2 separate regions of the Mus musculus genome follow, and region 1 is linked to region 2. The links are chromatin contacts, called in public Hi-C maps. All regions are on one chromosome and are shown on one strand. The core of a region is the stretch at or near the end of the contact, and the rest is flanking DNA. Distances in the headings are between cores, read along the strand shown. Region 1 overlaps Nucks1 (nuclear casein kinase and cyclin-dependent kinase substrate 1). Region 2 has its middle 15 kb from the start of Avpr1b.

Region 1 (3,126 bases), core at 344-2,843, 300 kb after region 2:
GGGTGAGTTGTTAAACCATAGCATTTGGGGGTTGGACATGGTGGCACACACTAGGGAAGACATGTGGAGAGAGTTTGAATTCAGCCTTGTCTACATACACAAGAAGTTATAATGCAGAGACTGTCTCTGGAAAGTAAAGCCAACCAACAAAACATAGGATTTACTTAGAAGGAAAAAATGAGGTTAGCAAAATGTTAAGGGATACCCTGAAGAAGAAAAGATAAGAGTTAAACATGGTAATGGCAGTAGGTAGAACATGTGAACTAGTCAGTAGAAAGTGCAGATTTGGACTCCCTATGAAGAACCACTTAATGAGTGAAATTTTCTTATTGTAAGCTACCGTGGAGATCATAAATGGTTCTTAATTCTCTTTTGGGATTATGTTGACAAGATTCCAAGGTTGAATAAGATTATATAGAATTCAGTGAATCTGCTGAAAATCACCACATGCCTCCCTATCACTATTAAAATCTAGTAATAATTTGGTTTTGTTTGTTTGTTTTTTAAGACAGCTGTGGCTGACTTCACACACTTACAACAACATAATCCTGATGTTTCCTCCACCCAGAAACTGAGACATTCATGTTTCCTTATGTTGGAGATTTTCTTTCTGGTACAAAGTTTTTAGACTTGTTAGGATGGAACTCCCATTGACTTAAATGATGAAAATTGTTGTAATCCAATTGATGGCTCTGAAATACTGTTTGGGACTAAAGGAGTCCTTCAGTGGTTAAGAGCACTTCAATGACTGAGGTTCATTTCCCAGTACCTACATGGTAGTGGCTCACATAACTCCATAACTCCAGTTTCAGGAAATCTTGTTTCCCTCTTCTGAACTCTGATTAATAAATAAAATGACTAGACTTCTCAACCTAAAAGGAACCTTGAAAATGCCATGAAGCTGGAAATAAATTAACATAAAAGGAAGGAGATAGAAGTAGTAACAACTGTCTTTTATTAGTCATTATTTATCTATCACTCCTTCTCGGGACAATCTTGAGTCATTTTGTTTTAAGATTTATTTTTGCTGGGTGTGGTAGCACATGTTTTAAATCCAGAGGCAAGCAGGTCTCTGAGTTCAAGCTGGCCAAGACTATATAGTGAGACCCTGTCTCAACTAAATACATAGATATGTATAGCTGATTATGTGTAAGTATGTGCATGTGGAGTCCAGAGGAGTGGGTCAGAGTCTCTAGAGCTAGATTTACAAGAGTTGATGACCACCTGCTGGAAATGGAACTGCCAAGAGCCACATCGACCACCGTGCTTTGTCTCTAGCCCCACAATTGAGTAGTTTGTCTTCCTGATTTTACAGTTGAAAAACCACGGTCTGTGAGGGAAACCCCTTACTGGAGGGCAGGGAACGAGTTTGTGGCAGAGCCGTGGTTCGTTATAGTTTGTCGTCTGTGCTGTGTTGAGATTCTGTATTTGCTCACGTTTCTGGTAGTTATCGTTCAACTGGAGAGTTCGTTTTACTTGGCATTTAAATGGTAGGAGTTTGAGATTAGGGCTTTCTATAGCCCAGCGTATTCCACCTCAGACTCCTGACCTTCTTGGGGGCTGGGATGACAGGTGTGTGTCACCATTTCTGGCTCCCTAGTAAGATTTTGATTAGACTTTTGTTTGTTTTGGCTAGGAATAGATAGAACAGAACGTCTCATGCCCTTGTACTTAAGTAATCCTCTTAAATGTTAAATTTTGATCATAGTAGATTTTCTCAGTTTCCAGTTTCACAAGACCAAGTTCATTAAAAAGGTACTTTTTTTAGCCCTAATACAACAAGAGTCTAAACAGATTTCTTTCAGGTTCCTTATGCGAAATGCTGTATGTGACCTGTGCGCACTCTCCTCCACACTTCAAAATCATCTCCAGATTTCATCATTTTCATAGAACAAAACTGAAGGCAAAATTCCATTGGTTGGGTGTGGTGGTACACATCTGTAATTACAGCAGGAGATCCTGAGTTTAAGTCAGTTTTTGCTACATGTGAGATCCTGTCTCAAAACAAGAAGCAAACAATATTTGGCAACCTTATAACCACTTGTAGTTCCAGATCTGAGACCTTCTTCACTCCATGGGTACCAAAACACATGATGTGCACACATGTACATAGATAACATACACATATGTATAAAATATTTCTTTTGTTTTAAAGCATGCTTTGACTACACCAATAAAAAATTTTTTCTTCTAAGGCTTCATGTTATCATATTTGATTGCATTATAACATAACTATATTATACCTTAGAAAGCTGGTTTTTTGCCTAGCTGTATGTAATCTTGTTTTTTCACACGTAAGTGTTTGTATATATAACAGTAAGAGTAAAATAACAGCCATGCATTGTAGCTCATACCTTTAATCTAGCACTGGGGAGGCAGAGGAAAGAGAATCTGAGTTAGAGGACAGACATGTCTACATAATATATGGGAATGGGATAGTAAAATAATACTTAAAACTTTAGCCTGTGACTGTAATAGTCTATGTATAATGAATGCGCATGGGGAACTTGCCTGGCCTGTTCTGTTTTGGGGAGGGGGGGAAGATAAGGCTTAAGAAGAACAGTGTTTAAGTTGTCACTGGGGTGAGTAATTCTAAGACGGTTTTCTTTGAGTCAGGGTCTACCCACCTCTCTCCCAAGAACTGAATTAAAGGCATACACTATTACACCTGGCCTAAGAACTATTATGTTTATAAAACTAAAATGTGTATTCTGGTGTCTTAGAAGCCATACTTTTTTCTTTTTAATAATCTGAATTTGTCTCTTTTTGCAGAAATAGGAAGGTTGTGGATTACTCTCAGTTTCAGGAATCAGATGATGCAGGTATGTGTGTTTCTGTGTTTCTACAAGGCGCGTGCTGTGCTGGCAGGCTTATGTGCTTTATGGCATGCTTTTAGGAGTCTCTGTTGTTTAAGTTACTCAGGAGTGTGTCAAAGAAAACAAGTGATGGACTTGACCATTTCTCTTTGAGATAAGGTCTGCTATGTGACCTAGGCAGTCCTTGAACTCAAACCTCAGAATTGCTGGATTGCAGGTTCCACTATGCCTGGCCTGTAGCTTTTTCTTGTAAATCATTGAAATAAACACCTGATTTTTTTTTTTTTTAAATCTGGTTTTAGGATCCAAA
Region 2 (3,140 bases), core at 299-2,798:
ATAGGGAGCCTACTTAGGATTCCTAGGACTGAGCAGAACTTCTAACTCTGGAGTACTAGAGAACTGGAGAACAGCAAACAGAAACAGGGCGGGGGGTGGGGGGTGTCAGTGCTAAAGGTGCAAGGCAGGAGGTGGTCACCTCCCCTTTCTCTGTCCTGTGTCTTCTGTTGCCAAGGCAGTCCCATGCATCTAACCACCTCTCTTCTGCCTTGTATGGAGTACAAGCATGTGGGATCTGTGGGATGGGAAGGGAACCAAAGCCATTTCTGAGCCCTAACCCCAGGATAAACTGAGTCATGCTGCTCTGTGTGGGAGATATGGATATATGTGGACACACACACATGCATATCCTGTGGATTGTAAAGTTCATTACTCCAGTACCTTAAAATCTACACAGGAAGTCTGAGCCTGCATCCACAGACTCAGCTCCCCAGCAGACTAAGGCTGGAGGCTTCTAAATGCAAGAGCTGCCTCCCGTGCTACAAGGCAAATTCAAGACCAGATTGGATGTTTTAGCAAGACCCTGTCTAAAAAGAAAAAAAGAAGAAAAAAAAAGAAAAGAGCTGGAGGCATAGCTCAGTGCAGAGCAATCCCTTATCAAGCAAACCAAATCCTAGGTTTAACCCCTGACCCTAGTGTTGCAAAAGTAAACAAACCCCAAATGGGTGTAGTGGTAGAACCTGCTTTCAGAAAAACAGTCAGTCAGTGCAGTCTCTCGTGGAAGGGACAGCTGGGGCCCAGATCCCTAAACAAGTACATTCTCCTTGTGCAAGTCACAAGAGAAAGTGCTAGCTCACATAGTGAGAGCCTGCCTTCTAAAATGAAACCAGAAACGGCAGCCCAGGCACGACTAGAACACCAGGTACAGGCAGCCCAGGCAGGAATAGAACACCAGGTACAGGGAGGGAAGAATGGATACGGGTATGTGGGAAGCTGAGCAGGTAATTGTGGAGATTCCTTGGGATGGATTTTTAAGTTATTAAAACCAGCTATTGATTTTCCAGGTGGCTATCTTGTGTTTTGTATGTAAATATGTCTTTGGTCTACCAAGTGACTATTAACACAGCCCAGGCTGCCACAGTTCTCTTCTGGGTCCAGAACCTCAAAGTCCTGGTTGAAATGAACCAATATGACTCTTTAATACCTAGGGTCATTCTGGCCATATTTATTTCTTATGAGCACTGACAATGGGCTTCACAATATACAATTAAAACATGATTTTTTTTTTTTCTAAGCAAGCAGCTCACTGACAAAGTACTGAAGGTAGCCAGGCGGTGGTGGCTCACCCTTTAATCCCAGAACTCAGGAGGCAGAAGCAAGCAGATCTCTGTGAATTCCGGGCCAGCCTGATCTACAGAGCGAGTTCCAGGACAGCCTGGATTACATAGAGAAACGCTGTCTCAAAAAAAAAAAAAAAAAGTCATGAAGGTACCAGGTCTGCAACCACAAGGTGGCAGTGTGGAGCCAGAGTAGCAGGTCCTGAGTGTTGTGTATGTCACCTCCCCACTCCCACACCCAAGCTGGGCTGGGCTGGGCTGGGCTAGGTGCCTAGCCTTACAGTAACTAACTAGATACACTGTGCTCCATTGATATTCCTGGGAGGCCTGTTCTTTTCTGAAGGGCAGTGGATCTGCATGAAAGCGTAGGTGTGTGTTTGGGGAACTGGGAGGAGTAGAGGGAGGGGAAACTGCGGTCCGGATATATTGCATGAGAGGTGAGTATACATGCGCGTGCACGCGCGTGCGCGAGCGAAGGAAAAAAAGAAAAAAAAGAAAAAAAAGAATCAGGTTGGGTTGAAGTCGGGCGATGGTAACATGAGCCCCTAATCCCAGCACTGAGGATGCAGAGGCAGACAAGTTTGAGACCAGCCTGGTCTACAGCCAGGGCTACACAGAGAAACCCTCTCCCAAAATACCATTTAAAAAAAGCAAATAAATAATAATAAGTAAATAAATCAGGTTAAAGCTCCTACTCAGCACCTCACCCCTACTCAGGACAGCCTGAGGCAACTATGAATCCCAGCTGGGTTGGGGGACTGGGAAAGACAGCCTTAAGAGTGTTGGCTTCTCATTGACTTCCTTCTACAGGTCACAAGGTGCATCTGACAAAGACAACATCTAAGAGACTTCTGTTGCTGTGGAAGGGTTACGCGTGGGGAATGTGCTGGAAAAACCGGAGACACATGCAGGACTGTTGGAGGGAGGGAGGGGTCCGGGGACTCCAAAACCAGATGAGGCAGGGTCAGTTTACTGCCTCTCTCTGATCTCGCGGAACCCTGAAATCTATATTGATCCAAGGAGCAGATCCACTAAACACACCTCTCACCCGGTGCGTCCAGCTCACTAGTGGCATGGTGGTGGAATCCTGCTGTAGCTCTGAGGTAGCATTTGCACGCTTGCTCCTTCAGAACAAGCCTTGTTCGACCCCCCCCCCCCCAGATAAGGTGGGCCTTGTTTGCTGACGTTTGTCTTTCCAGACACACAATCAACTGGCTGCTAAAGCACATCCATTTTTCTACATCTTATTATCACACAAGTTGGGGAAATTTTTATCCAGTGCTTCCCCCAGCGGAGGAGACCAAGGGGAACAGCATGATAGCTCCCCAAGGGAACGGATCCTCTAAGTTCATGGGACCATCACAAACAAAAGCTTTTTGATTGCTGGTGGGGTGGCATCTGGTGACTGGAGTTTACAGTCATTCTCTGTGGTCTACAGCCTCGCTTTCCTTGGTGTCAGTTACAGCCAACTGGAGCTGAGAACATTAACCAAAATAGGTACACAAGCTCAACGGTGTGATGAAATCTTGTCCCATCCCACTCCCTCCTGGCTCGGACATGGACATTGTCCAGCAAAGTCCTGGCAGAGGTGCTACCTGTCCATCAGTCAATTAGCTACACTGATTATCAGACTGATTATAACAGAGTGACGTGCATCAAAGAAGAGATATAGCTTTATTATTCTTGTTTCATTTTATCATTGCTATCATTTATCATTGCCATCTTTAACCTGTTGGGCCATCTTGTTTGTCCTATTTTATTTTCTTATTATTTTGTGGGGCTGTGAGTATATTGTTATGGCCACTCTTTTCCATGCCTGCCAGCTATTTTCATATTGTTGCTATAATTGGCTGTGCCAGTCGT

Evidence for each region. Hi-C and Micro-C count contacts between places; a contact is called where the count stands out from the background.
Region 1: a Hi-C map of liver shows a contact between it and region 2, with 2.5 times the contacts expected there. The contact joins two enhancer-like sites. A contact is called at or near these places in 1 of 484 Hi-C or Micro-C datasets (liver), 1 of 115 datasets of contacts at active chromatin or transcription factors (trophoblast stem cells) and 1 of 9 other capture datasets (adipose tissue).

What each region holds. Positions count from the first base shown.
Region 1 is chr1:131,916,233-131,919,358 of GRCm38.p6, forward strand. Nucks1 (nuclear casein kinase and cyclin-dependent kinase substrate 1) reads left to right here. Exons shown (of 7, transcript NM_175294.3): 2 at 2,773-2,822. Among named protein-coding and RNA genes, the nearest start is that of Nucks1, 7.3 kb to the left of the region's middle. Within about 2 kb of position 1,594, at least 20 of the 459 cell types and tissues checked have an H3K27ac peak or open chromatin away from gene starts, as enhancers often do. A contact at or near this core is called in liver, where this site is marked.
Region 2 is chr1:131,612,078-131,615,217 of GRCm38.p6, forward strand. No RefSeq gene overlaps it. Among named protein-coding and RNA genes, the nearest start is that of Avpr1b, 15 kb to the left of the region's middle. Within about 2 kb of position 1,549, at least 53 of the 459 cell types and tissues checked have an H3K27ac peak or open chromatin away from gene starts, as enhancers often do. A contact at or near this core is called in liver, where this site is marked.